5 separate regions of the Mus musculus genome follow, and regions 2, 3, 4 and 5 are each linked to region 1. Evidence: chromatin contacts called from public promoter capture Hi-C data. All regions are on one chromosome and are shown on one strand. The core of a region is the stretch at or near the end of the contact, and the rest is flanking DNA. Distances in the headings are between cores, read along the strand shown.

What was found. Promoter capture Hi-C pulls out the DNA fragments that hold promoters and counts their contacts.
Region 2: a contact with region 1 is called in a promoter capture Hi-C map of liver, with 5 times the contacts expected there. The contact joins the promoter of 4930581F22Rik here to the promoter of Ei24 in region 1. A contact is called at or near these places in 4 of 39 promoter capture datasets (the HPC-7 cell line, cranial neural crest and liver) and 1 of 115 datasets of contacts at active chromatin or transcription factors (stem cell-derived neural progenitor cells).
Region 3: a contact with region 1 is called in a promoter capture Hi-C map of pre-B cells. The contact joins the promoter of Srpr here to the promoter of Ei24 in region 1. A contact is called at or near these places in 13 of 39 promoter capture datasets (the 3T3-L1 cell line, the HPC-7 cell line, cranial neural crest and 8 more) and 5 of 115 datasets of contacts at active chromatin or transcription factors (astrocytes, embryonic stem cells, large pre-B cells and 2 more).
Region 4: a contact with region 1 is called in a promoter capture Hi-C map of hematopoietic stem and progenitor cells. The contact joins the promoter of Fam118b here to the promoter of Ei24 in region 1. A contact is called at or near these places in 14 of 39 promoter capture datasets (3T3-L1-derived adipocytes, the C10 cell line, the HPC-7 cell line and 9 more), 4 of 115 datasets of contacts at active chromatin or transcription factors (embryonic stem cells, extraembryonic endoderm stem cells and microglia) and 1 of 9 other capture datasets (liver).
Region 5: a contact with region 1 is called in a promoter capture Hi-C map of stem cell-derived epiblast-like cells, with 3 times the contacts expected there. The contact joins the promoter of Cdon here to the promoter of Ei24 in region 1. A contact is called at or near these places in 2 of 39 promoter capture datasets (the 3T3-L1 cell line and stem cell-derived epiblast-like cells).

What each region holds. Positions count from the first base shown.
Region 1 is chr9:36,793,753-36,799,668 of GRCm38.p6, reverse strand. It overlaps Ei24 (etoposide induced 2.4 mRNA), which reads left to right and starts at 2,335. Exons shown (of 11, transcript NM_001199494.2): 1 at 2,335-2,456.
Region 2 is chr9:35,113,781-35,119,696 of GRCm38.p6, reverse strand. 4930581F22Rik (RIKEN cDNA 4930581F22 gene) reads right to left here and starts at 2,969. Exons shown (of 6, transcript NR_029475.1): 1 at 2,857-2,969; 2 at 1,351-2,328. St3gal4 (ST3 beta-galactoside alpha-2,3-sialyltransferase 4) reads left to right here and starts at 2,833. Exons shown (of 11, transcript NM_009178.4): 1 at 2,833-2,999. LOC115487216 (a long non-coding RNA gene) reads left to right here and starts at 153. Exons shown (of 3, transcript XR_003948311.1): 1 at 153-527; 2 at 607-694; 3 at 2,409-2,497.
Region 3 is chr9:35,207,819-35,213,734 of GRCm38.p6, reverse strand. Srpr (signal recognition particle receptor ('docking protein')) reads right to left here and starts at 2,532. Exons shown (of 14, transcript NM_026130.1): 1 at 2,330-2,532; 2 at 1,660-1,743; 3 at 1,224-1,387; 4 at 855-1,015; 5 at 449-605; 6 at 199-352. The coding sequence starts at 2,446. It overlaps Foxred1 (FAD-dependent oxidoreductase domain containing 1), which reads left to right and starts at 2,680. Exons shown (of 11, transcript NM_001291448.1): 1 at 2,680-2,928; 2 at 3,570-3,790; 3 at 4,206-4,319; 4 at 4,579-4,697; 5 at 5,749-5,843. The coding sequence starts at 2,844.
Region 4 is chr9:35,264,533-35,270,448 of GRCm38.p6, reverse strand. Fam118b (family with sequence similarity 118, member B) reads left to right here and starts at 2,644. Exons shown (of 8, transcript NM_194257.2): 1 at 2,644-2,726. It overlaps Rpusd4 (RNA pseudouridylate synthase domain containing 4), which reads right to left and starts at 2,568. Exons shown (of 7, transcript NM_028040.2): 1 at 2,371-2,568; 2 at 1,882-2,047; 3 at 283-484. The coding sequence starts at 2,559.
Region 5 is chr9:35,448,818-35,454,733 of GRCm38.p6, reverse strand. Cdon (cell adhesion molecule-related/down-regulated by oncogenes) reads right to left here and starts at 2,658. Exons shown (of 19, transcript NM_021339.2): 1 at 2,557-2,658; 2 at 1,801-2,073; 3 at 285-431. The coding sequence starts at 2,629.

The sequences.
Region 1 (5,916 bases), core at 1,086-3,585:
TGGGGCCAGAGGAAGACTAGTCAGGTCTCTACCACTGAGCTACACTGCCAGGCCAAGAGGGGCAATTATCCTCTCCTTTCCCTCTTTTTATTTTTTGGTTTTTCGACACAGGGTTTCTCTGTATAGCCCTGGCTGTCCTGGAACTCACTTTGTAGACCAGGCTGGCCTCAACTCAGAAATCCGCCTGCCTCTGCCTCGCGAGTGCTGGAATTAAAGGCATACTCCACCACGCCCGGCTTCCTTTCCCTCTTAAAAGCAGGGAGTTGCTGCTCTAAAAGTAACTTGAATAGGAATTTGAAGGGGATGGGAATTTAGCTCAGTGATAAAGCACTTGTCCAGTATACACGTCTAACTGGGCTAGATTTTTAAAAAATAGTTAATAGGTGGGGTACAAACCAAACCTTATCAAAATGCGATTTTTTCTCTTTAGCCCCACCCACCACTTCTCTACAACTGCCATTCTTTGCACAATGGCATTTAAAAACATTTGGGCTGGGAACTGGTGGCACACTCTTTTAGTCCCAGCATCAGGAGGCAGAGGCAGGTGGACCTCTAAGTTCAAGGCCAGCCTGGTCCTCACAGCTAGTTCTATTTTCAAGACAGGGTGTTAGTCCTGGGTGTCCTCGAACTTAATTTTTTTTTTCCTTTTTGGTTTTTTGAGACAGGGTTTCTCTGTGTAGCCCTGGCTGTCCTGGAACTTACTCTGTAGACCAGGGTGGCCTCGAACTCAGAAATTTGCCTGCCTCTGCCTCCCAAGTGCTGGGATTAAAGGCGTGCGCCATGCCAGGTTTCGAATTTAATGTTAATCCTCAGCCTTCCCTGTACTGGAGCTAAAGGAGTGAGTACATCCCACCACACCCAGCCGCGAGGACTCCTAACCAAGATCTTTTGAGGTGGAAAGACTCTTTTTTAATATGAGCCACACCTCCTGTTGGCAGCCTATATAAAGAACATGGATGAAGGGAACTCACGCTTTCCTGCTTGCTCTTGCTCTCACTGGCAAGTCCATTCCTCCACTGGCAGTAGAGCCTACTACTTTGGGATTCCAGCGTGTACTGAAGACCAGCTTCGACACCCAGCCTTGTGAAGTGCACAACTGCTGAACTCTTGGACCTTCCATTCACAGGTAACCATTGTTGGTTTAGTTGGACCACAGCCTGTAAGTCATTCTAATAAACCCCATATATATTCATTAAGTTCTGTTCCTCTGGACTAAACTAACTGGGTGGTGGTGCATGCCTTTAATCCCAACACTTGGGAGGCAGAGGCAGAGGCAGGCCACCCTGATTTACAGAGTGAGTTCCAGGACAGCCGGAGCTATAGAGTGAAGCCCTGTCTCCAGCCTCCCTCCATCCCCCTCCAAAAAATAAAAGAAAACCCATCTCCAATCTTCTTCATTCCCTTCTCAGGGTTTATATGTCAGTCACTACTAACTCACTAGCTAACTTGTATGCTTTTCTTATACTTGACTCTTTCTGGGTTTTGTTTCTTAAATTCAAAGGAGAAACCTGAAAAGGGTAAAAGTGGCTTTTCCTACAGTTTCATGACAAGAAATTATGGAGCCAGGCTAGAAATGAGCCAGTTGAAAACAGCAATCTCTACTTGTTTTTTATCACAGCCATTCCATCATTACAATCCGCACTAAATGCTACCTAAGTGGTTGATGCCTTATATTCTGAATCACTCAAACTTCTGATCTCTTGCCTCCAAATTCCAAGTGCTGAGATTGTACTATCATGCCCTGTGTAATATAATTCTTGGACTTGAAGCCAGGGCTTTTTGCATGTGCATGATAACTGATTACTCTATTGAGTTTTTGTTTTTTGCTTTTGTTTTTTTCTGAATCAAGATGTTGTTACACAGCTCTGCCAAGGCTGGTACTTACTAGGTAGCCAAGGCTGGACTCGAATTTGGACCATTTCTTCTCTTCAGCTTTCCAAGGGCTGGGATTTCAGGTGTGCATCACCATACCTGGTTTATTAGTCTTTATAGAAAGCCTCCAAATTATCAAGGTGTCTCCTATTTTATTGTTTTCATCATTTGTTCTTAAAGGATATCAGAAAGACCAGCACTGATGTGTAGATAGATTAAGGAGGTTAACGATCGCTCAACAGTGAGAAGGGGTTTGACTAGGAGGCAACAAAGGTCTAGAATCCTGGACCTGGATACCCAGAATGAGTCTGGACTCTGAGGTCCAGCCAACTACAATTCCCAGGCTCCCAGACCACGCCCCCCGGTATGGCCCCGCCCTACCTCGCTAGCCCCGCCCCTGCCCAGCGACCGGCAGGCTGCCCGCCCGACTTCCCAGCTGCCCCGTGCGGCCCGGGCATGCCCAGTGTGGGCGCAGCCCCGGCTCTCCGAGCGCCCGGGCGGAGCGGGCAGCCGGGCGCGGAGCAGGCGAACCGAGCCTCGGTGGGCGAGCGCCCTGGCTGGAGCCGCGGCGGTAGGGTGGCGGGGTAGGTGCAGGCCGCGGCGGGCAGTGGGCTCGAGCCGCTTGCAAATCGCAGCCTGGGCGGCAGGGCCCATCGAGGGCTGGCAGGCCGGAGCTAGTTCCTAAGGTTCTGGAAGGGGCTGCGGCAAGGACCCCGGCCCCCGAAGGGCCCGGGACGCGAAAGGCGGCAGGGGCAGGCCTGGCGGCGGCGCGCGGGACTCAGGCTTTCCCCAGGTGCGGCGGGGCTATCTTTAGCTCCGGTGACCCTCAGTGAGCGAGGTCCGCACCTTGTGCGCGGCAGTGGCTGGGGAGGAAGACGGGTTCTCACCCCAATTGCCCCGACGCTGCGGGAGAGAAGGGGCCGAGTACCCCAGGTTGCCCAGGAGGCAGCCTGTGGCCGGGTGATGCGTGAGGGTGTTTACCTTTTCCCTACCTGGAGTGGGAAACACTGGCTTCCTCCCTTCCGGGACTTGAATCTGGTGGCTTCGGAATGAAAGTGCAGGAGTATGTCTCAGTAGGTGCTTAATCGGTTCTAAAGACTGTCAAATTTATTGGCCAGCAGTGTTTCAAGGTTTAAGGAAGGTGATGCTTGGGTTAAACAAAAATCCTCGTTGCAAAGCTTAAGCCAAAAAGTCCAGTCTCGGTTAGAACACTGAAGTTCCAAAGTTGGTTGTAATTAGCTTTCACTCACTGTTGACAAACCGTTTATATGTAAAATATTGTGAACCAGATGATGCATCTTGGTTTTCTCTGTTGTTAGAGCCCTTTGTGTCAGTCAGTGTGTGGTCTCAAATCGTGGAAGGTTATTTTTCTGCTTGTCTCAGCAATTTGTTAAACAGGGCAATTCATACCAAATGTTCTCTCCCATAGAAAAGTTGTTAGGCCCACGGTATAATAATGGCCTTTCCTTTAAAGGCTCTATTTGGTCACTGGTACTTTGTTAGTTGGTACATGAAGAAGCCGGGTATTAATCTGCCAAGGAGTCAAATAACACAGTGGTTCTGGGATATGACAGATTTTGAAGCTCCCTGTCTGGGCTCTTGGAGAAAACTAGAGTAATGGATTTTCTCACCTCAAGTCGGGTGTGTTCTTTAACAGGATTACATTTATCCAGAATTTTTTCAGCTTTGTTTATTCTGTCGTACTCTATCCCGTGAAGAATTTTAATATGCTACCCTTTATTTGTAGATGAGCAAGTTGTTGCTTAAGATGGTGGTACATTTGTGATATACCTTAGTGTCTTGGACATTTACTAGTTTCCTGGTCATGGACTGCTTTTTACCACAACTCCTAGAGCACTGGCTTTCTCTGTACACATGATTGAAGCTCTTGAGGTTTTCTTTTTCTGCTTTTTTAGGAGGGGGGAGTGGGAGTAGTAACAGATGTTTCCTAACCTTAGGAACTTCTCTAGGTGAGCACATTTGGGTAGGATTTGACGTAAGGAGCAGATGCAGGCAGCCTTCTGACTGTACTCCCTGTTTGTCCAGTTCTGAATGGCATCAGTCCAGTTGGGTCAGTGTGGTGCTGAAGTGGCCAGAGGTCAAGGAAAGTATCCTTTATGTTTTGAAGTTTGAGTTGTATACAAGCTGACTATTATATTTTATTATCTCTTAAATTGAAGATTCTAAGCTTGATTTGGTGGGGCATGATAACTTTGGAATCCTAAAATCTCATATTTTTGCAAGCAGACTTTCCATTCACCTGAGAGTTCACTTTAAAGAAATTAAATAATTGAGAGTCTTTGGGGGGGGGGCAGGGTTTCTCTGGCCCTGGCTGTCCTAGAACTCACTCTATAGACCAGGCTGGCCTTGAACTCAGAAATCCTCCTGCCTCTGCCTCCCAAGTGCTGGGATTAAAGGTGTGCGCCACCACTACCCAGCTGAGAGACTAGTATTTTAAGATTATTTATATATAGGGGCTGAAGAGATGGCTCAATGTTTAAGAGCACTAACTACTTTTCAGAGGACCTAGGTTCAATTCGAAGCATCCACAAGGCAGCTCACATTTGTAATATATGACTGATGCACAGATATATGCAGGCAAAACACTTATCTTCATAAAATTAAGTTGGTTTTTTTTTTGTGTGTTGTTGTTTTTTAAAAAGCTGGGTAGACCTCTTAGTTCAAGGCCAGCCTGGTCTACAGAGTGAGTTCCAAGACAGCCAGAGCTACACAGAGAAACCCCATCTTGAAAAACAAGATTTTCTAGTATGAACCCTCTTATCATTTTGGTACTAGAGACTGTGTATGCGAGGCAGGTTCTCTACTAAACTATATTCCCAATGTTTTGTTTTGTTTTTGAGAGAGTTTTTTAAATTATCCAGTTGTTAATTAATTCAGCTTGTGTAGACCTTGAACTTGTGCCTATCTTAGCCTGCCAGGCAGCTGGGATGCTAGGATTTCATCACCAGCCCTCAGTCTCAGTTTAATTTCTCTTGGTGTTGGGAATGGAACATACCGTGCAAGCACTCTACCACTGAATTGTACTTTTTTTTTCTCTATCAGTTCTTTTCAACATTTATTGTCTGTTTGCATCTGTTTGCATGACCTTGCATTTACATGTGAATGAGCCATGGCCAGTGTGCTTGTGAAGTCAGAGGACAACCCACCTGTAGGCTCTGCAGAAGACACACCTTCACCTCCCCAGCCCCGACTCTGAGTTATTTGCAGCTCTGTCAATTTATTAATTATAAAGCTGGGTTTTCCAATCAACTGAGAAATAATATGAGAGAAACCTTTACTATTCTTTAGTTTTTGCAACAGGGTCTCATGTAGCTTCCTTTAAATTTCCAATTTAGTGGATGATGACCTTGAATTCCTGATTCTCTTGCCTCAGCTTTTCTAACTAACCCTTACCATTCTAACCCTTCTAAAGACTGTTTACAAATGTGAACTTTATGACCTTTTGCTTGTTTCTCTGGCTCCAATGCATATTGAGTGAGCATGCAGCCTGCCATTGAACTAGACCGTCAGCCTTAGTCTGTCTAGTTTAAAATTCTTTGTTTCTTACATGATCCTTAAAAGACATGTGCATGTATATTTAAGATTAGAAAGTGAACTGGTACTGTAGGCCAATGGTAGAGTATTTGCTTATTACATGTGAAGCTCTGGGTTTGGTAGTTTTAGATTATGTCTTAAATTTTCCCATGTATTTGAGGACTATGAATAAAGTGAATCAAAATAAATTATTGTTATTATATGAGACAGGGTTTTCAGTGTAGAACTTAATATGTATCTGCCTGGTGAGAAAACTGGTGATTCTCCTGCCTTTGCCTTCTGAGTGCTAGAATTGCAATCTATCATAGTGTGTAGCTTCTGTGTGTGCGTGCATGCACCTGCCTGTGTAGGTCTAGAAAAGGTTATTGAACCCCCGGGAGCTGGAGTTCAGATGGTTGTCAGTGGTCTGAGATAGGTGTTAGGAATCGAGGAATCGATCTCTGGTCCTCTGAAAGAGTAGCCAGTTCTCTTAACCACTGAGCCATCTTT
Region 2 (5,916 bases), core at 1,720-4,219, 1.7 Mb after region 1:
GAAAAAAAAGCTACAAACTGTGGTTAGTCGATTTTGGCTGTAAAGAAAGGCAGGAGCTACATGCTTGGGATTTCTTCCAACCTAAAGGGCCTGGGAGTGCATTTTAGCTTTGGCCTCCTGGCAGGTTTTTCACTCTACAATAGAGCTGTCTCCTGCTATTGAGATCCCTGAGAACAGCTCAACGCCATGGTCCAGCCTTATAAATCTGATAAAAATAGGAGATGAAACACCATCCCGGGGTCGCTATTTTTAAAAGCGCCTGAGATGCTGGATTGGGTTTATTTCTTCCTCAAATGGCATCTTGCTGTCCCTTCCTCCAGGATGTGAACGTGGCACATGTGAGGGACAGGAGCCAGATGTCTGGGAGGAGGCATATTTGTCAGGTAGCTAGCTGCCTGGCCAGCAGGAGCCTCCTGGCCCAGATGCACCTGCCTCCTCCCACACCCCGTCTCCTCCCTCTGTTTGAGGTTCCAGTGGTTGTCCCAGGAGTCAGGTGTTTGCCACATCTACCTAGGAGAACAGGACAGGTAAAAGAGGAGGCAAAAGGATGGGGATGGAAGCGGTTTGCTTGCCAGCCGAGTAAGACTTACTGCTGTTATTCTGAAGGTTGTCTTGGCTCACCTCATCACAGCTAACCTCGGAAAGGAATAGTCCCTTAAGGCCAAAGCCCAGCTTGTTACATCCCTGACTCATGGTAAGCAACTTGTAGTGTCCTGTCAAGGGGTGCAGTGGGATTGGCAAGAACCTAGAACCCAGAAGTCTAGGATGAAAGAAGTCCTTATGTTAGAATCGCTTCCTTCTCTTCCTCAGAGATACAGGGGATTCTAAGTTGCTGGTTCAGCTTCTGTCTGTACTGTTAAGAAACTGTGTAATCTTGGTTCTCAGAAGGGTGAGGCAGGAGGATCACAAGTTCTAGGTCAGCCTGGGTTACTTAGTGGGATTTTTTTTTTCCCCTAAGGGGTGCTGGTGGAGGAAGAAGAAAGTGCAAGAGACAAGTCATAAACACATAGTAAGATAAAGTGGATGATGGGGGCTAGGATAGGCTTGACGCTGTGCTTCTGAGTGCATGCATGTTATATGTTTAAAAGGCATTTGTCTGCATGTTTATTGAGCACATATATATCATATGGTGATTTCAGGACAAGTTCCCCTCCATTGTCTCATTCAATACTAATAATGCTCTTTGAATAAGCTCAGTTATTTCCACTGATCTTTTTTTTCCCCCCCATTAAGAAAAGGAAAGCTATTTAGTGGCAGAAGCAGGATTAGGACTCAAGTCTCTAGGCTCAAAAGAAAGAAGAAAAAAAAAGCTGATTCTTAAGCTCAATTTTATGGTAGAAGGATTTTTACCTTTAGCAAGAACTTGTCTTTGTACCTAGTTTGGTGAAGACTTATCCAGGTTTGGAGGCCGGGCAACTGTTTCTTGAATCAACTTGCCAGACATATTTCAGTTGTTCTTTCTCCCCGAGCAGTTTTTCTTTTGCCTTCTTCTTTTTCCCTTGCCAAACACAGAGACATAGTCATTGTATTGTCTATTCCCAGCTTAGCTCCAGACCAGGACATGAAATGTAATAAATATTTGTTGAGTGACTAGGTGACTGTCAGGCCAAAGGTACCATTCAAATAAAACTAGGTTTTGGTGAGCTGCCAAAGAGCTTCCACCTATGCAAGGTATAATTCAGATGGAAACAGCCGGAATGGAAGAAGCTGGAGGCCACCTCTTCGTTTTGTTGTGAATTGGAGAGTCCCAACACATGAGACCTCCAGCTTCCCCTGACGATGACTTTAAACTCCGTTAAAACCCTGGGCACTTACTGTCAGTTATTCACATCTTACTTACACTTAGTCACATCCTGTGCCGCCTGTTTCTTGATGGGAGTCCAGCACAACACCCGCCACCCCTTCTCTGCAACTAGATAGCAAGCTTCCGGGGGAAGGGGGACTGGATCTAATACTTTCCTTGTAGCCCCAGGGTGCTCAAGCTAGGAACTGGGTAACACTGTGCTGACTCCTGAAATGGACAGTCCTGCAGGGTGGTTTCTGCACTGTTTGCAGTCCAGGCAATTCTAGAGCCCACGGCATCAGGGTTAAAGGCTTGAAGGGGTTTCCTCTGGAGACAGGATGCCTGGCGCCTTCAGCAAGAACGGAAACTGAGAAGTTATCCAAGGCTAAGAGAGGGTATGCAAAGGAGGAAGAGCTAAGGGAGCAGTTTGGGGCGCATAGGCCGGCCTGGGGCAGAGAAAAGGCTCGTCAATTTAGGTCACCTGACTGCCATGAGGGCATGGGAGGATATTGGAAGGATGGACTTCTATTCCTGTTCTTGAGTTTCTGTAGAGAGAAAAGGATACTTTTTTTTTTTTTAACCGCGCGGGGACAGCAAAGAAGCCTTTCTTGGTTATTGTTTCCAGGAGAGCGTGGGATCAGTGCTAGAGGCAACGTTGGGCATACTCATCTTGGAGCCATTCACAGGCAGCGCTTGCCCTGGGTTTGCCCTCACCCGATCCAGCCTCCCGCACCCCGGCCGTCTCTCTCCAGGCCAGGGAGGCCTCCAGGCCAACCCCAGTCTCCCCGCGGCCTCACACCCTCGCCCTCCTTCCTCTGCGCCCTCCCTCCCTCCTTACTCCCTCCTTTCTCTGCGTCCTCCCTCCTTCGGCGCGCCCTCCCTCCTCGATGCCCTCCCTCCCTTCTTAGCTCCCTCCTTTCTCCGCGCCCTCCCTCTCTCGGTGCGCCCTCCCTCCAGCGCGGCGTTCGCGGCTGTCGGCTTCCCGACCGTGTGCGCAAGCGTGTCCGGCCCCTTCCCCGCCCCCCGCCCCCCGCCCAAGCCCTGGCCCCCGCCTCCCCTTCAGGCGGACTTGCCCGCTCCCAGGCCGGCCCCGCTCCCGGGACAGGGACCGGGCCGAGCGGAGCCACTGCGCCAGTGCTGCCCCGCCAGTCGGGGCGCCTAACGGATCGGAGCTGCGCGCGGATTTACCTCGCCCCGCCCCGCTCCACCCGCGAGGGTGAGTACGCGGCAGCCGGGCTCTGGGGCCCCGCGGCGGAGGGCGGGGAGTGACGGGGCTGCGAGGCTGCAGCCTCCCGCCACGGCTCGGAGAGGTGGTCGGGGGGCCCCGCACGTGGACGCCACGCTGCACGGGGTTGGTGTAGGGTGGCCACAGCCCTGGGGAGCTGGGTCCCTTGCTTGGACTAGATTTTCGCGGGAAGCCTGACTTGTCTCGCTCTCTAGGAGTGAGTGAGCAGGACAATCCTCCGGAAAGTTTCTAACCCCCAACCCTGTCGCTCTTGCGTCCTAGCTGAATGGGTGACTATCACCTCTAGCATCCTCCGAAGTCAGGACGTGTGGGCTGGCTTTGCTAGAGGTGACAAGTTTTGCAGGGTCTGCCTGTGTGCTGGAGTTGCAAGGTCGCTGAGGCAAAGCCCAAAGGTGGGCTTGCCAAATTGCAGGGTGGCTGTGTCCAGGGATTAGGGGGGGTCTTTGGGCCAACTGTGCTTCAAAGTTGCCTGGGTAATGGGCAGTGAGAAGGCCTAGGATAAGACTGAGAAGTTAACCTAGAGCTGGGGCAGAACCCTTGTCTATGTCTGTTCTAGGTGCCTCTCTGAGACCCTTGCTGGCTGAGACCTATGGGCAGCCCCGAGATGCCAACGTGTCTTGTACCACTGCCATTCCTCCCAGACCGAGGGGTAGACTTTCTGGTTTATGAGTCTGATCTACTCTGTTCTCTGTCCTCTAGGCTAGATCCTCCCCCCCCCCTCCCCCCGGTCAGGCTTAAAAGGCTAGTCTGGGTTTGAATAGTACCACAGTGATAGTTGTCTCTCACAAGGGGCACACACCAATACCACAGGGCAGGGTCAGTGCTACAGATCCCACTTGGCCCCTCCAGGCCTCTCTACCCAGGGGGTTGTAAACGAATTGATATGTGTAAGTATCAGGGGTACAGAGGGAATGTTGTGAGTTTGCTAGTGAAACACCATCCATAACCTTACTTTCCCAGGCACCCCTAGAGTGCTACCTAGGAGGTGCCAGTCACTTAGGGCCTCAGAAATAACTGGACATGTTTTGTTCTGTTGGGAGTTGGTCTGCAAACATCCTTTGAGAAAACTGACACCGCTCGGCTTCCTCAAACTTATTCTGCCTCTGCCCTACTCTGAGCATCCCCTATGGCCTGTCCTGTTGCATAGGGGAAGGCATCTTTGGCTGCTTACTGAACCCTGGGCCTCACCTCCCACTCATTTCACCCTCCTCAACACATCCGATCCCCCAGCCCCACTACAGCAAGCCAGGAGTTGGGCCAGTCCCCAAAGATTTCAAGGTGATGATGGAGATAAAGAGAGGTATGCAGGCAGAAGTCATAAAAGTAAATTAGGGACTGGGGGTGTGGTTCAGTGACAGACGGAGCTGCCTACAATCCCAGTACTGGGGGGGGGGGCGGCGGGGGGGGGGGAGGACGGACAACGACACAAGGAATGCAGTTGGTAAAGTGTTTACCTGTCATAAACTCTTTAAACTTGATCTCTTAACATTGCCTAAACATATTGTGGTGGTACCTATTTATAATCCCAGCACTCTGGAAATGTTATGCCAGCATTTTGACTGTAGATCATCCAGGTCATCTTCTGTTCTATGTGGAGTTTGAGGCCAACCTGAGCTACATGAGACCCTGTCTTAATAAGCCCCTTCTGGAGTTATTCTCCAAGGTTATTCTGGGATTATATCTCTCCAAGATAGAGCACTACCTTGCTATCTAAGATGGTTAAGAGCACTGAGTGGTTTTACAGGGGACTCAGGCTCAATTCCCAAGTACCCATATAGTGACTAATTCCAGTTCCAGGGGATCTGACCCCCTCTTCTGGTTGCCACAGGCTCAGGCATGCACGTGGTGCACATAAGTACAATACACACAGGCAAGACACTGATACACTTTTTCTTTTAGAGTTGCCTGCTTAGGCTTTAAACAGAAGGGACTATTTAGCTTAAGAGTGGGTTGCTGCTCAGAGAGAGGAAGCCCCCATTCCACTAGGAGGCTCAGGGTGAGGAAGCCCCCAGTGCCTTCTAGGCTCTCTTCTGTTCCCTCTCTTGCTCCCTGCCCTGAACCAGTGACTCACCCACAAAAGCACCCTGGCCCCTCTACCCTGTCAGTTGTTTTAGTGTCATAGGATTTTGTTTTCTGGGTAAAACTAAGAATCAGTCCCTTTCTGGAATCATCAGAAATCCTGGGAAGGACCTCCTTTTTTCCCTGGGTCTGGAGGAACAGAGGTCAGTCCCACTTCTTAGCTCCATCTTGAGGCCTGGCCAGTCTGCAGTTACTCCACTGGACTGGCATCTGCCCTGGCTCTGCAGGCTACACCAGGCCTCTGTTCTCTCCTCAGAGTACCTGCCCCAAGGCTGCCCAAGGAAGTAAGAACCCTTGTTGTCCTGGTTCAAGGTTTACACCACGTTGGAGGGAGGACACCGCGACAGATAATACAAGACAATTATATTCATTGTATTAATACAGCAATTGAGAGCTGTCAGGTTCAAGACCACAGGCTTAGAGAGGGAGCATGGGGCCCTAAGAAGGTCTGGAGGCTGAACCTAGAGATTTTGAACAAGGTGGAGCTGCAGCCATTAGGAGATAGATTTGGACATCACAGGGCAGGACAAGCGAGGCTCACACTACCTGCTCCACTACCCAGTGTTGAGTTACCGATTCAACCACTTCCCTGCTAGGAACTGGTGCTGCTCAGCCTATTTCCTGTTTCTATTTCCTCTAGCCCTTAGGATCCCCCTTCTTCCTAAAGATCCTTGCCTCTCACCCCAAGATTTTAGTTTCCACAAGGAAATGGCTAGTACATGGCTGTAGTCATTAGCCTACACCTCTTTTTGTTAGCTTTTTCCAGAGAAGCTCCAAGTCATCTCTGTGTGTTCAGTCCCCCCCCCGC
Region 3 (5,916 bases), core at 1,283-3,782, 1.6 Mb after region 1:
GGCAAAGAAAAGAGGTGTGATCAAGAACACTAACAGCTGAGGGGAAGAGCCCAGGATATACCCTGGCAACATTATTTGAGACCTTAGAAAAACCCACATATAGTTCATTCCTCTCTCAAATCCAGATATACCCTCCAGATGTTTCCTTCCCAATTTCTGGCCAATGGTGATCTTCACTCTGACCTTTATGCATCTTACCAAGTTGATATCTTCAGAAAGGGCTGCCTCTGGAGTTCCATTGGTGGTGGGAGTACTGTAATCCAAGACTTCCTTGTTAGCACAGCCACCTAGTTCCCACACCCGGGGTGCTTTTTTGCCCTTCTCCTTTGGAGTATCTGACTTTGTAGATTTACTGCAAAGGATGACATAGGAAGGAACATGAGAGGAGAGTCCCCTGGCCCCAGCACAGCTGGGTAACAGTCACCAGAGACAGGGTAACAGTGCTGACCTGGATTTGTCCAGACCCTTGCCATGCTTCTGAATGAACTCCTCTCTCTTCCTACGGATCAGCTCCTCTTTGGAAAGTTCTCCATTCTCAGGTCCCGCTGAGAGACCTGACTTTTCTGCAGGGGCTGTTTTGCTAGTAGCCAAAGTGCCATCAGAACCTGTTAAAAGAAACCTCACTGGAGGAAAAGAAACATAAATCCCAACCACCCAGGTAATAACTACAGTTCTTCCAAATCCTAAAGAGCAACTTGGACCAAACACCTTGGAGACTACAATGCCTCAAGGGAGTGATAGGGTGGTGAGCATTAAGTTAAAGGAGGCTAGCAATGTCAAAGAGTACCACAGAGTTTTATAATACTATGCTAACATCTTGTATGCCCTAGCAGGGTCAGGAAACTCAAACACACCTTCCTTTTTGGCCCCCCTTTTTTTGTTGTTTTTTGCTTTTTCCTTGGTCTTTTCCCCCCGTGTTTCAATCATGGACCTCACAGGTTTCTTAGCTTTTTCAGAATCTTCAAATTTCTTCATGGTAGTGGGAGCACGGATCTTACTGCTCTCCTCTGCTTCACTAAAGAGAAAAGAGACTAGTTGGTCTTTCTACCCATACAAGAGGACAACTCTGACTTAAGAAAAAGATCCCACATATCAAAAGGACTATAAGAAACAAGCTACAAAATGTGACTGGTTTGAACCCATGTAAATATTGATGCGCCACCGACAGGCAGGCACTCTTAAATCATGAAAATTTTCCCTTTGAACGGAGGAAAGCCTCTCACCGAAGGAGCCGCAGGAAGTCATTTTGGAAATCAAATGTGCCATTCAATAGACTTAAAGCACTCTGTTGTTGGATCTCTGTGCGATACTTATCCCGGAACAGTCGGTGCACATCATCTATCAACTTGTCTACATAGGTCAGCGTGAGGATCTTCTGAAAGCCAACCTGTTTATGGAAGGAGACGGAGCCAATAGATCTCCTTACATGCCAGCCCAGAATGGAAGGAAGCCAACTCAACCCAAGCCTCCAGAGATAGGTTTCCTGCCCCGGGAGAGCCAAGCTTACAATCTTACCCAGAAGTCGCTTGCTTTCTCCCCTCCACATTCCTAACTTTTTTCTATCACTTTATCACATACACAATACCCACAATTAATTAGGTTCATCAGTGGGGATGCTGTTGAGAACATAACTTGTCTTTCTAACATACCCCCACTTACCACAAACACCAGCTCAAACTGGTTGTCCAGTTTATACTTGAGTGTGAGAGCCTCATGAGTGAAAGAGTTGTTACCGCCCCGTTCCTGGAAAAAGAGCGTTTCAGCAGTCAGGCTACATCCACAGCAAAACCAGACTTTGGACTACGTTTGGGAAATAACCAGATATAATCCTGCCCTCAACAAGGGAGTTCTGGGACATTTCTAGCACCCCGTGAGAAAAAAAGACAGACAGACAGACACCAGGTAAGGACAAGGGGTAAAGCTGGGACAGGAGACAGGACACGTGGGAGCCAGGAAGTAAACAGTCATATATAAACAATCAGATCTTCTAGCAGCTGTGAACCATCTACTGTTCCTGAAAGGTGTTCTCGCATCCACAGTTTCACCCAACGTCAAAACAGCAGAAAACCACGCTGCTCGGATGAGTGGAGAGGGAGTTCGAGTCCATTAGGACGCCAGAACGTGGCTAGAGCCCCGGAAACGGGAGGAGTGGGGGGCGTCGCAAAGTTTCGGGATACTGTGATCCAGGCAAGGAAGTCGATCCTGGGTGGCCGGTAACCGACCAGTTTGAGGAGATCAGAACGGAAAGTGCGGAGTGACTACTGGAAAGGGGACCACAGTCTGGGTCTGAGGGACGACAGCCCGGAGTTCTGCCCCGCGGGGGTGGTACCTGCAGCAGTACGGAACGAATCAACGCGTTGACGGGCCCGGTGCACGAGTCGCTCACGCCCTGGAAACACCAGAGCACAAGCCCGCCCTTCGAGAAGATGGTGAAGAAGTCAAGCATGACGGAAGCGGGAGAAGACTTGAGGCCGAGACCGGGGCCGGGAACTCGGGCCGCGTCCGCCGCCGCCGCTTCCTGCTGCGCCAAGCGCGGGACACGTCACACCAGCAGCCCCCGGAAACCGGTTCAGCCGCACTTCCGCTACGAGCCTCCGTGGTCCCGCCCCTTTCCCGCTCAGGGCGCGCGAGATGACGTAGACTCAAGCCTGACCAATAGCACACAGGGGCGGGACTCCAGAGGCGATAGCTCCCCTATAGCGTGGAGGGGTGGAGCCTGAAGAGCACTGCCGGCTAATCGGCGCGTTCGTGTCTATTCCCCGTGGCGCGGACCGATGACAGGAAGGACAGAGTCGGCTTGAGGGGAACCCACCTCAAGCTGAAAGAAGCCGGGCTCTAAGGCCATGTTTCGCAGAGCGCTGCGTCTTGGCTTGGGCCCGGGCCTCCCATACCGGGGGCTACGCACACGCAAAGGAGGCTTTACTCTGGGTAAAGCTGAGGGCAGCAGTGGTTCTGGGGAGCCCAAACCCTCCATAGATGTGACCTTCAAGGTTCGACCCCCTGCCTCGTGCGGGCGGGACAGCGAGTTAGCTGGGGGAAGGGGTAGGCTTGCCTACTAAAGGTCAAAGAGCCGAGGCAAGTGTATGGCTCTCAAGGAGGCACTTCCCAGTGGACAATGCCATATAAATGGAAGCTTGCTGGCGATGATGGATAAGGATAAGAAACCATTACAAAGGTGCCCGGCTTTAGAAGGCTGTGCAGTATGAAGTATACTAGGGACTCGTTCCCTGGGCCTGGCATATCTGAGAATGGGGTTCAGGAGGGAGAGAGATCTGCAAGAGCTAAATAATGTGAGTCACATCTCGCTTGATGGGGAAACAGAAAGTAATTTCAGGAAGTTGAATCTTCCAGTGTTAGAGATCCATGATATTGGGGCCTGGTGGGACAAAGACCAAACAACAAAGTTCTAACAATACTGCTGCATATGAGTTGATCTTATGAGAAAGGATGACATTGGAGGTGTGGCAATCCAAATGCCTATTTCAGCCCCCCTTTTCCTGTACCCATCCTCCAACCCCCAACCACGCAGAAAAGAACATAAGTCATCTAACTGTAACTATGTCCTGCAGACTGGGATGCAAAGGTGTCTGACTTTAAGAAGAAGGTTGATTCCATCCTGCCTGGAAAGAAATATGAAGTGCTGTATGACACCAGCCACCTGCCCCCAGAACAGGCGGATGTGGTCATCATAGGAGGTGGGATTCTTGGTCTGTCTGTGGCCTTTTGGCTGAAGAAGCTGGAGAGTAGAAGAGGTGCCATTCGGGTGCTGGTGGTGGAGCAGGACCACACGGTGAGGTCAGGGAGTAAGGGCAGTCATCTTATTGAGGACACAGACTGTGGCATTGAGGGCAGGGACTGTGCTTTGGACTTTGGAGCTTAAGAAATAGTTCCAGGCTCTTCCTCCCTCAACAAAGACCCGCAGCAATAACATTGTTTTGTTGGGGAAGGGGAAGAGACTTTGCTACTGTTGTTTAATCTCTTTGGAGATGGGGTTTCAATATATGGCTGAAGCTGGCCCTGAACTCAGCATTTTCCATTCTGTGCCTCCCAAGTGCTCCGATTACACGTGCTCCAGAACATTTACCCATACTTGCTCCTTGAAAAATGATTCCCCTTTGCATTTAAATGTATAACTGACAGCTTCCATTGCAGGATTCCATTATATATTACATCATGACAGTCTACGTCGGTTTTTCTTTTCACAGTATTCACGGGCTTCCTCCACAGGGCCTTCTGTGGGCGGGATTTGGCAGCAGTTTTCCGTGCCTGAGAATGTCCAGCTCTCACTCTTTTCAATCAACTTTCTCCGGAACATAAATGTATGTACAGTAAGATTTGAAGGCTGGGGTGGGAGTCCCTTCTTTAGCCCAGAGATCAGTAGCCTAGCTGGTAAGGGGAACCAAGGAGAAGAGTGTGTTTGAGGCAACAAGATATTGGGATCCTTGACTGTCTTCCAGTGTTGGTGCCTAGAGAAGGGTTTGTCCTGATCTGGGCCACTGCTCCTGGAGCTGTGGTGAGGCCAGGGAGGTTCCCTTTTGTCAGCCTCCTTGGAGAGCAGCTCTTTTTCTTTGCACTCAGGAGTACCTGGCTGTGGTGGATGCTCCTCCTGTGGAACTTCAGTTCAACCCTTCCGGCTGTCTCTTGCTAGCTTCAGAAAAGGATGCTGCCACCTTGGAAAACAATGTGAAAATGCAAAGGTGGGTGCCCAGCACTGCCCTGAGCTGCTTCTTGGCTTCACATACTTCACTGAGCTCTTATACCAAGTTAGAAATCGGGAAGCTGAAGGTCAAGTCATAAGAATCTCCTCATTAGTAGCTCTTATTATCAGGAAAAATGGGCCTATTTAACCTTCAAGGCCCCATGACGAGGACTATCGCCCAGTCGTGGACACTTAGCACCCATGTAAGATACTCCCAAACCTAACAAACCAGAATCTCTAGGGAGTGGCCAGGGTACTGGGCTTCTAACAAGAATCCTAATTTAGGGATCAGCAAATTCTATAAAGGGCCAGACAGTAAATATTTTAGGTTTTCTTGTCATTTTGTCTCTGTTTCAACTTTTCTGCTCTGCCATTATAGCACAAAAGTAGCCACAGACAAAAAACATAGAAATAATTGAGTGTGGTCCACAAATAAAAGTAGGCAGCAGGTTGGCCTTAGCACATTGAGCTTCACATCAATTAAGGGTTGAACATCTTTGTGATATGGTATGCACAGGCTCTCTTCTGATATGCTGTGAATCTCACTAGTGAAACCAGATAAATGTCTGCGGATGCTAACTCATTAATTAATTTAATCAGAACATCCCATTTTACATGTGGGGAAACTGGGACAAGATCTAGTAAAGCTGGCATTGAGCCTCAGTTTAAACTAGACACTGGCTCATAGGAGTGTTTCTTGGCACTCTGATTCCCTGGCCAGTTAGTGTTCTAGAGGAGACACTCATTCTGAGGGACAAGGTTGTGCTAGGCAGCAGAGAAGAAAGTGTTTTACAGGAGGCAGTGGTGCGTGGTTCCCCACCATCTTGTGAAAGGAGATAGAGTAGGGCAAGGAGTTGAGAGTACTGAAGGGAGAGAGGAATGTAGAAAAGGAAAAATGAGCCTTCACATCCAGCAGTCAAGAGAAATGGGGCATTTGGGACAGACAGAACTGAGTGAACTGGACGTCCTCTCCTGGAGTCAGGGTCCATGTTTCTCCCCTCAGAATATTCTCCCTAACACATTAACTGAGATGCACACATTTCTCTTAGGCAGGAAGGAGCCAAAGTCTGCCTGATGTCTCCTGAGCAGCTGCAGACCAAGTTTCCCTGGATAAACGTAGAAGGAGTAGCTCTGGCGTCTTATGGTGAGGCTCACCATCAAAGCACGTCTTTCTTTCCCTGAAGATGGAGATTGAAGGCTCCTTGGGTTGGAAGGCT
Region 4 (5,916 bases), core at 1,395-3,894, 1.5 Mb after region 1:
AGCTAGTTAATCAGTGAGTTTCAGGTTCTGTGAGACACCCTATGTCAATAAAATAGGGAGCGACAGAAAAAGAACCCTGACTTCTCCAAGTACACACACACGTGTGCACATAACCACTATCTTATCACCCGACATTCCAAGTACTAAGCTAGTTCATATACTCTTTGTTATCATCATGAATTCTAGTACGGTGACTTCTATTAACAGTTCTGTAGTGCAGTGGACAGATAAAAGGGATGCGTTTCTTCATTCCACCCCTAGTGACAATAACAGGCCTCATACCAGTACTTCTTTTCCACCTGGCGGGTTCTAAATAGCTCCTGGACTTGATGTGCCATGTCCTTCTCCCAAGCCAAAACCATTACACCTGTGGTTTCTTTGTCCAGACGGTGGCACAGATGCAAAGGTTCTGCCTTGTGGCCATGAAGCATCTTTGCCAAGATGGGCAGTACATCACTGATGCAGAGCTGGACTCCTGGGCCACCTACGGAGGAAAGAGCCAGAGGCTGGAGAACTCTTCTTGAGAGAACAATCTCTCAGTCTTGAGATAATAATCACCTTTCAATCTTGACAGAACAAACAATTGTCTCCATTTTCTACAGTTGTGCTATGAACAATATGGTGAGGATTACTAATATTAATAGGCCCAGAGATCTTAGCTATAAAATGAAATGCAGGCCAACCATTTCCAGACTATAAACTCAGAACTTGTATTTTAACAAGCACCCCAAGGGCTCTCAAGTAATAAGTCTGGGAAACACTGTGACTTTCTCTTCAGAGTCTGTGGGCCTGAGAGGCTTCACTGAAGCATTCCCTAGAAGAGAGGCTAAGAAGATGAGCTCTAGCTGAGTGATGGCGGTGCATGCCTTTGATCCTAGCACTCCTAAGGCAGAGGCAGTGAGATCTTTATGAGCTCAAAGCCTACAGAGTTAGTTACAGGACAGACAGGGCTATACAAAGCCCCTTCTCAAAACAAAACAAACAAACAAAAAAGATGATGGGCTAAGATCAGACATCCCTGGATTTTACTATTTGTATTCACCATCTGACCTTTCCAGCTTTGTTATCTATAAAATATAAATACCCGAAACAAATTATCCTCAACAACTAGAAACTTAAGCAGAGAATAAATAGTAAGGCAAGAACTCGTTACGAAACCTAGAGGAACTGCCACCAAAGGAGTGATTTATTCCAACTAAAATATTTTTTTTTTTGCTAAAATATTTACTTTCCTCCTGCAGACCTTTGACAAATGTTTTTTTTTTTTTTTTTTTTTTTTCCCTTTCAATTCTGACTCACTTCAGCCGTCCCCCATCAGAACACTCAGCAGCATCAGGACATCTATTAAGTTCCAGTCCCTCTGGGGTTACTGTGTACCGCAACCGTGTGTATTATTTCCTCTTCCCAGCCTTGTCTCTCTACCTCTCTCATTTTGAAATGAAGTTTTGCTGCTGCTGAGACTGATCTGAACATGAACACCGGATCCTCCCCTAGACCTGGGGCGGCAGTCGCACACTGGCTCCCAACTCCTTTTTCGTTGTTGTTTTGTTTTAACCACTTTGATGGAAAATAACAGTTAGCAAGTAACTTTTTGTATTTCTCCGCATCGATTCTTGTGGGTGGCTGTACACAGCCCACAGTGCAGAACTGAGCTTCTGTATCTCTCTGCAATAATTCCTGTGGGAGGCTGCATACAGCTCACTGTCAGGTATCTGCAAGTGGGGACTAGACACTGGTTTGTTACCAGTAGTCACATACATGGGATAATAAGGTTTAATTAACTTGAATTCAAGAGTGTCTCATGAATAAAGCTTCAGGGGTGACCCTAGATGGAAGAGGAAGCAGCAGCAGGTTTCTCTCCTTAGCCCACATGGCTCTTACCATGGACAGGGAGACCATAGGGTTTATTAATGACCACGAGGTCGTTGTCCTGGTGGAGAATCCTTCGGCTCAGTTCCTTAGCAAGCACATTGGGGTGAACTCGCTGCAGCTGCTGTGTGAATCGCACTAGTTCCTGCACTCTCCGCTGAACGGGGTTTGTAGGCACCTAAGGAAAGAGAAAGGTGGAAAAAGCTTAATGAAGGAGTGAAGCGCTGGGAATGGCCTTAAGTGCGATTTAGGTGGAAATCCGTGGAATGACTGTACTGTATAATTTGACTCATGTTTCCTTTGGGACCATACATAGCCATCTGTCTTATCTGCATACCCACGCGGTGGGTCTGGCAGTAGCAAAAGTGCGGTATTCCGACTACCACACAGAATATTCTCAACATTGATGTACTTGCTGTTACAGGACCTGCCTACCACACCCCACACCTAAGAAAGCCGTGAGAGCATCGCTTCTCGGAAGTTGAGTCTCTCTAGACTCACCCGCACTTCCTTTGCCTTTTGCTCTTGTTTCTGGGCTCGGAGCTTCTCTGCCAATCTCTGAGCATTCAGGGGCCTAGAGGAAGTAGCGCTGGAACAAAACGACCAGGAGCCGGGAGTGAACAATCTCCCGGGACGCGAACTCATACTCAAAAGCTGGACACCAGGCGTACGCAAGCAGGGCGCGGCCATCTTGGCGAGGGCGGGGCCGGACAGCGCGGAGAGGAGGAAGGGGGGGGGGGTGGGCCCTGCTGATCACGTGGGCAGGTAGCCTACGGGTCACGTGGGGCGGTGCGCGCTCAGTGCGGCTGCGCCGGCCGGTAGCTGCAGCTGGAGCGGTGGCGTTTGGAGCAGACGCGGTGAGTGTGTGGGGAAGCCAGGCGAGGGCTGGGAAATGCCGGTGCCCCAACGGTTTTCGCATGGCCCGGATCTCCATTCTTGGAGAGCACTGCCCTGGCAAGCGTGTCTCGCTTCGGGGCACGACTCCACGCAGAAACACTTCCCCGCCCCCGCGTCCTTAGAAGTGAAGCTGGCTGCTCCTCAGTCTTTACCGGCACCTGTCTGGTCCCTCTTAGCAACCAGGTCCTCGGCGGGTCCTCAGAGGGACGTGTGGTGTTCTTTCTCGTTTTCTTGCCGCTCGTCCTCCGGAGATCCCCAGATCTCTCATATTCCAACCTCCCGCTTTGCGACTGCCAACCCCTTTGTTTCGCGTTGTTTGTAGCCAGTCCTCCCGAAGATGACGGTTCTTTTCCTTCATCCAGGACCCCCGCCCCATACGTCCTACCTCGAGAGCGCTACGGGTTTATACTGACCTTTCTCTAGAGTTCGTTTCTTGGGGTCTCCTCTTTCTTCCCTTATCTACTCTTCCCAAGGAAAGTAAAGAGCTTTTCCCCCTTTGCCTCCTTTAGTCTTTCCTTCCATAGCTTGAAACCGTCGAACCCTCTCTCTCTCTCTCTCCCTTTCCTACAAGAGACTCCCGAACTGCAAACGACGACTCTCCTATCGCCAAAGGGCAGCTGGGAATATGAACAGCTGTTTTGGAATGGTAATCTCGAAAACACCTTGGGATGCGCATGCCGTTTGCTGGGGAAGCTGATGCTGAAGGGATGTCGTGAGAACTAGTGACTCTTCCCTCAAGATAGCCAGATTGCATTTCAGTTAGAGAATGAATAGTTGAATTAGGCTTGGGTGTTTCTCCCTCCAAAATGAATTAGCAGAAGGAAACCACATGTGAAACAGTTGAACAGGTGAATAGCCTCAGAAGACTAGAAGTTGAAGAATTTAAACTTCATGTGATAGTTGGATCTTTGAAACTTCTTGAGAAATCCCTTGCAAGTGGTATTGTAGAGAGGAATGTGGCAATACAAAGCAGGACAGATCAAAAAGGAAAGTATATCCGGGAAACCAACTAGGCTGCTGTAATGTAGATGATCATTAATGAAGCCCCGTCCCATTCCGCGGTCTTTTCCCCCCTGCTAAGTACTGTCCTTGAAATGTGAATTACCAGCTATACAGTCAAGGTGTGATGTGAATTACTGGAGGACTTCTTTCATCCCCAAACCTGTTAATATAGTAAGCTCACAAATATTTTATGTGGCTGCAGTGATTCTGAGTTAGGTTGGGTTGTTGTTTGCTTTCTGTCTGTCTGTCTGTCTGTCTGTCTTAAAGGTCTCACATTGTAGACCAGACTAGCCTCCAATTCATGGACCTTTTTCTCTGCTTCCCTAGTGCTAGAATAAAAGACTACACCCCCACACACCCAGTCTGTTTATGAACATTTTGAACAGTTATATTTCTGTCAGTTTTTTTTTTTTTTTTGACGTGAAGAACGAAGGTAGAGAATGGTGGGAAGACTTGTCTGTATTTCTGTAATAAGATAAGTGATCTGGATGTAGTTCCATGGGAACAGTTTGGGAAACACTGTTTCTTCTATTAGTGGCTTTGTCCCCTCTCACCAATAAATTCACAAGTAGAACACCTATATAAAATTTGAGAAATTCCACTCTAAAAGAATTATCCTTTCTGATAAGCTCCAGTTCCATGTTCTAATGTCTCTGAACTGCTGAGGATCACGTGTTAGTCACATGAAAGCCCCTTTTCCCAAGACATGAACATCAGGATTTAAAATCACATCATTACATTAATTACACTCCTATATTAGGTATGGAACCTTTATGGTTTGGAAGAATTTCGAGAAAAATATTTATACTTTTACCTTTTTTGCACTGTTCAAGAATTAACATTTGTTTTTACAGAATTGGCCTTCTTTGGCAGGAAAGAAAGAAAAACAAAATGAAACAAAACAACTCAGATGTCATTGTTAGCAACACAAAGCTGTGATCTTAGTTGTAGGCACACTCTATAATGCCTGAAAATAAAGACAACAGTCACTGGGAGGAAAAGGCTTAGTCCGAGATTTTCTAGGAAGAATTTAAAGATTTCAGGTTTGCTGTTTATCTCTTCATTTGATTACAAAAGTTACGGATTCCTTAGTGCTTCTCCCATGAATCATGGCATTTCACAGTTTAAAGTCGAGTTAGGGCCTAGTGTGGCAGGACATGCCTTTAGTCCCAGCCCTCAGGGACAGAGGCAGGGGGATCTTCATGAGTTAAGCCTGTTCTACATAGCAAATTCCAGGATAGCCAGGACTACATAGAGAGACTGTGTCAAAACAAAACAGTTCATGCACCCACTTCCTTCTTTCCTTCAAACCCGTATTCTTTTCCTCTTCCTCATTTGAGAAATTCCAACCAGAGCTATTTGGGGCATTGTCTACTTCCTGACCAATTTCATCTTGTCTTTTTGATTAGAAACACCTCTTGTCCAAACTTTTTTTTTTTTCTTCAGCCCAAGGAAGGAAACATTGTTACTGGGCCATCACTTTTACAGATCTAGTCAAACACAGCTTATTTACATAACTACATAAAGAACCTGATTGTTGGTTCAACTTGTAAAGGTACTTGCCACCAAGCCTACAGCTTGAGTCACACGCAGGAGAACTGACTTGTTCTCTACTTGTTTTTTCACCTCATGTGTTTGTATGCACTGAGCGCATGGAGGCACGAACACATACAATAAATAAATGTAACAAAAAATTTTAAGCATAACTTTTAAAAAGAACTTTTAAAAGATGTTTGCTATCCTATAGAAAAGCACAAAAGCTGCCTTAGTATTTTATAAATATAGACAATAACTGATCAATGAGGAACTTTAAGCACCTTGGAAGACTGGTTAGTTGCAGAATGCTAAGTTGTGCTCCTGAAACAACGATTTGCCAGTTTTAGATTAACTAGGGATTCCATTTGCCTGAGAGCAGGAAGTACTTGGACGGTGTTTTATGATTTTAGGGAGATGAAGAGAAGTGATTAGCAAGAACTCGTGGTGATTTCCTGGAAAGTGTAGTTCTGGGAGCTTGGTGATACTGAGCTAGCCCCCATTAAGTTGCTGTGAACTTGACAGGTAGTTTTGGTTTTTTGTTTTTTTTTTTTTTTAATCATTTAACATTTGATCTTTTTTATACAACTCTAAGTATACCTTTAAAGGTTATCA
Region 5 (5,916 bases), core at 1,409-3,908, 1.3 Mb after region 1:
GGAGGATGAGGTGGCAGATAAAGGGGTGTCTAACAGCCTAACAAACAAAAACATGTACGGCACACACCAGGTGTGATACACTTTACCAAATGAAGGGAAGAAAGTGACAGATCATCCTATTTATACACGCCCCTGAGGGACATTTTCTCAAAGAAGTGGTATTTAAATAAGGCACTGGGAGATTATGGGGCGAGTCCTGGGAGTAACCTGTACTAATGTAACAGTCTAATGTAACCAGCTGTCTCAGCTTCCTCCTCTGAGAGCACACCCCAAACAGGACTCACCTGTGGAATGCTTCAGCCACTTTCCCCGGATCTTATAGCGCACCTCAGCTTTGGGGTTACTCTCTGGTACCCTGCAGCCAATGAAGCCTGTGTTTTTCTCTTCTGCAGTAATAACGTGCATTGTTGATGAATCGAAATCACCCAGGGCTGAAATGAACAAGTAAACAAATGAATACAAGACAATTCAAAGGAAGCGTAAAAATTGGAAACGTGAAATGGCCGTTTGTGCCAGCCGATCCCAGTCCTGAGGACGGCAGGATCTTTCTGGTTTTCTGGTTTTGGTTTGTTTGTTTGTTTGTGGGCAGGTTTCATTATACAGTATCATGTGGCTGAAGCTAGCCTCGAACTTGTGATCCTCCTAACTCAGCCTCCCGCTGCTAGGATTACAGGTGTGTACCCCCACAGCCAGAAATAACATTTCTTGTTTTTCCATATGAGAAAGCCGCTGGAGCAGAAGGCGTGCTTGAGGACTGACAACTACGTCAGGACACAGAGGTTTTCAAAGCCACTGCCTTCTGGGAGCTGTAAGGAAAACAAACTGCTCCAAAGCCACCAGAGAGAACTGCAAAGCATACTGACTCCCATTCTGTCCGGACAAATCCTTTCCTATCCACAGGGATGTTCAGGCTTCGGGGAATGAACCCAGGCTGCTGTAAAGCACAGTAGCCCACGGCACCTGGATGCACCGGTCTGGTCTGGTGCTGCCTCCTCTCAGTTTAAACAGTTCACTGTGGAGTGAGCAGGTTCTTCATTATCCTCACCACCCGAGGAAGCCAGCTGCCTGCCTCCAGGAAATCAACCCTCCAGTGTGTGTCTTGGAGCTGTGCATGGGTCACAGCTCTACAAAAACATTTACTCTTCTCAGTTATGACAAACTCACTACTCCAGGGCAGTCCAGATTGGTTCTGTAAATAGGGGTGCCCTCACAAAGCCGTTTTCCATTACTGGCAGCCATCGCCACTTGAGAGGCAGATGGCTCAAACGTACTAAGAAAAACCACGCATTCCAGATTTTCCATAAGTTCAATTCTTCACATTCCTTTCTTTACAGTCAGTTTTTTTTTTTTTTCTCCCTGCTCCCTTGGCCTGGTTTAAATTACATAAATTACAATACCCTGGCAATCGAGGGAAATAAAACAATTAGATGTGAAAGAAGGATGGAGGGCTGCATGACATAAATGAGCGTCAAAGCCAACTGATTGGTCTGTATTGATATTAAGGGCGTTAAAAGATGCTCCAAGAGACTGCCCAGACTCCACACTAGAAAACTGTCCTGTGCTAACTTATAGAAATCATCTCCACTATGACTAGAGATTAGGCCACTAGGCTTGGCTACAGAGGTTCCAGTATCTTTCCCCAGCTATCCGCAGTCAAAGAAAGCTTAGGGTAAGAACTCGGACGCATACAAGTCTCACATCAGTGCCCCAAGTTTTTCCCATTATGAAAAATGCAGCACAGAATAGAAAGCTCCTGGATTTCAAGAAAAACAACAGATAACAAGATCAAACTACACTCACCTGCAGCGGACACTGTTGCGGGGCCGCTCACAACGGCACCAACGCTGTTGTTGGCAACGCACTGGTAGCAACCAGAAAGGGAAGGGTTAAGAGACAGAATGGTCAAAGTCCCCCGATGAATCTTTATCTGTTCTGTGTTTCTGTCCAACCGTTTTCCATTATGCAACCATGAGATTCGGGCAGTAACAGGTTTAGCAGAACAATGTAGGACCACGGGTCTACCAAGCTTCTGGACAGCAGAGAGTGGCTCAGAAATAAAATAAGGTGCCAAGTCTACAACGGAACGTTCCCGGGTGTAAACCGGAGATACAAGGAGGAAGGTTCAGAAAACAGAGAAAAAAATACATTAAATACTTTTCATCTGCATCTATGACCAAGACAGTCTTTCATCTCTATATGTGGTAGCTCTTAATCCTGATAATTCATAGGTCCATCTTCCCCATCCCCCACCCCCAGTTTTTGAGGCAGAGTTTCTCTATATAAGAGTCCTGACTGTCCTGGTTTTGATTGGTGGACCAGGCTGGCCTTGAACTCACAGAGATTCGACTACCTCTGCCTCCCCAGTGCTGGGATTAAAGATGTGCCATTATGCCAGGCCCGTACAGTTTTTTGTAAACAGGTAATAAATGCTGCTCAATGAATTATACACACACACACACACACACACACACACACACACACACATCCTCACATAAGTATAAAGCAAAAAGATTAAGAAGAAAGGCATCAGCCCTGGCCTCATCATTCTCCTCTTACCTGAGCTCACAGAAGAACACAGAATCACAAGAACATACAGCAATGTCCATAAGGGTCCGAGGTCTGGATGCATATCGCCCAATTACAGAAGTAGGCTGGGAAGACTTGCAGAGAAAGCCCAGGCCTCCGCTTACTGAAAAACATTCAAAACAGAAAGAAAACTTAAATGCTAAGAATCCCAGCATCTTTAAACTGATCACCTCATCTTAGGTTCCTTATGACCCCTGTCTTCTCAATCCACATAGAGACTAGACACTAGAAGGGTTAGAAGCTTTATTCCTTCTTCTGGGGACTAGGATATTCCACTACTGGTGAACTACTCAGAGCTAGTGGAGATCACACTGAAGTGGGTCAAGAAAGAAGCACCAAGAGACACTGGGCCCTTGAGAGATGGATAGGGCAAGGTGGGCGATGAAGATATTTGATTGTATTTGAGACACCATCTAGAAGCAGAAGCAAAGGAATTAACACAGGCCAGAAGATGAAGTCTGAGGTGCAGAGCCATGCCAAGGGTAACTCTTGGGTTTGGTATAAAACAGTATAAAGAATGTCTATTTACTAGAGTAGAAAATCCAGAAAGTGTGATACAAGGTGAAGGGGAGAGTAAGCAGTTCTGTGTGCCTGAAGAACACGTAAGATTATCAACTGGGCATATAGCTGCTACCATAAAGTCCAAAGTTGCTTAAATGAGTCATAGGGAGAAGTCAGAGCTGGAAATGTAGATTTCAGATGTAAGAAAATCGGACATAACCTCAGGCTTTCTATGGAGAATATGCTTGGAGAACAAGCACCTTTAGAGACTGAACAGAGAAGGAGCAACAGCGATGTAAAGAAAGAAGCAATGAACAAGACAAACCCAGGAGAATGCCCTCTAGTAGTCAGCAGAGTAAGCTCAGCTGCTATCCAAAGGGTACGATGCAGATGGCCCGTAATGTTGACAAGAGTGGTTCAGCAGAGAGAGGCTAACTTAATGGGAATGAAGGACATGTAGATAGCAGGAGACAAAGGGAGAGAAGGAAGGACAGACACTTCCCAAATTCTGCCATGCAGCAGGAAAACTGGGAGAAACTGGCAGCCGACAGATGAATGGCTCTGACAGATATCACCCGAGGGAAAGGCGCTTTCTCTGATTGATTTTGTTGTGGTTGTTTTTAAGCTAGAGACAGTAGAGTACATTTAGAAAACTTTCAAGAAGTCCATAAATCTCAGGGCTGGCAAGGACATGGAGACAAACCACCACATAGATGATGGCTGAAATAGGACCAGTGAGTTCTTTTTGGAGACAATTTAGAAATATGTATCAAAATCATTCATTCACAAAGCAAATGTTTTTCAATAGTAGATATCATCCTAAGAGTTAGATGTGGGGCGATTTTTATTACAAACATAGAAATAAAATAACAGACATAAGTTTAAGCCTTACATTCTAGTGGGGGAAATGGACAATGAGAAGATACCAATAAAATGAGTCGGTTTAACAATGTATCTTCTAGAGATGGCCAACTCCTTCTAAAGCCTGGACATTTTTCTGCTTTGCTCTCACCCGTCTAATCTGATGACATGATGTATCCTCCTTAAAACCAAGCATACTTAATGTTATAAAGTTCCACTTTCCAGAAAAAAAGCATTCTATCGTGTCCCTTAGAACAAAAGTACTACTCCAATATAATGAAACTTCCATGTGTGCAATCATATTTCATAAAATCTGACACTGCACTAAGTATGTTCTAACTATCCTGTTTGTTCCTTCACTCATTATTTACTCCTATGCCTAATTTTTAAAAACAATCAGCAAAAGTGTACTAAACCCTTCCTCTGTGCTAGGCGTTATGCTGGGCACGGTCATCAGGAACCTCTGCAGATCCTGCCCTGTGTTCCTGGTTGGCCAGGGCTGGAGACGGACTGTGGAATACAACCTAACAGAATGACTGGCTATAGTAACAGCAGCTCAGCAGTGAGCAGTTGTCTGCACTAAGAAGGGCCATATTCACCGTGTGAAAACTGGGCAGTGAAAGAAAGCATAGCAGTGAGCCTCTGAGTCAGTGGCTTGGGATCTGCTCACCTGTGCCTTGGGCTTGAAAGCCTACAAAGGCAAGCTGATCTCCATCTCGGACATCCTCTCCATTTCTTTTCCCGGGGACCCCTTTAAGAAGTGGGAGCCGATGAACTGGCAGAAGGGGTCAGTTGTGTGAAAACTTTTCTGGTTTATTTGAACTATCCTAGTTAAGGCTAAGGACAGACAGCAGTGGTGAAGGCTAAGTAAACACTCACTGACTTGCTAACAGGAGACACTCCGAGAAAATGCGGACATGCAGGACTGTTTCTTCCTTTGGCCAAGTCTTTCTTCAACTATTTATTTATTAAAAGACAGCGACACGGACTTTACAGTGAACTTTAACCCTGGCACAGGACCTAATTTATAGCTGCTCTTAAAAGTTTCACAGCTCATTATTTCTACCTAAATACGATCACATGGAAGCTTCCTTGATAAAGCCTACTGGGCTGCTCTGTTGCACTTTTAGACAAGGTTTCACTGTATAGTGGTGGCTACCCTCTATGTAACTCAGGCGAGCCTCAAACTTGCAATGATCCTCCTACCTCTAGTTCCTTGATGCTCAGACTACAGGCTTGATCCATCATGCCTGGCCACAAGGTTACTTTTAACATGATCTCAGGTGATTTGGGGTTTTTTTTTGTTTTGGTTTTGGTTTTTCGAGACAGGGTTTTTCTGTGTAGCCCTGGCTGTCCTGGAACTCACTCTGAAGACCAGGCTGGCCTCGAACTCAGAAATCCGCCTGGCTCTGCCTCCCAAGTGCTGGGATTACAGGCTAGCACCACCACGCCCGGCTTCAGGTGATTTTGAAAGTTAGAGAGAACCTATATCCACAAGAGGCTCTTACTAAACATCTGTGGGCTTGACTTCTGTGTGTGCAGAGCTCAGGTTAGAGGACCATAGGGATAATGTCATCTATAGGTCAGGTGACTTGAAGAGAAAAACAACAGAATCTCACATCAGCCTCGCCACTAAACGTCACACAGGTGAGACCAGTTCAAATCAGAGGAGACCCATGAGCAGCATGGGACAGAAGTCACCCAATGCTATGTCACTTTCCAAAGTTTCATCTTTGTCAAATACTAGCATTACTACTATTATTACTGTCTCTGCCCCTCTCCTTCTCCCCTTCCTCCCTCCATCCAACACATACACGCACACACACAATTCCCCCTTTATTCCTCCTGCCATGTTGCACACAGTGGCCTTACCATAATGTCATCTCTCCCCTACAGACACTTATGTTACCTTCGATAGAAAGCATCCCTCATTCTCTCAACAACATTGTCTGTCATCCCAGCCTCCTC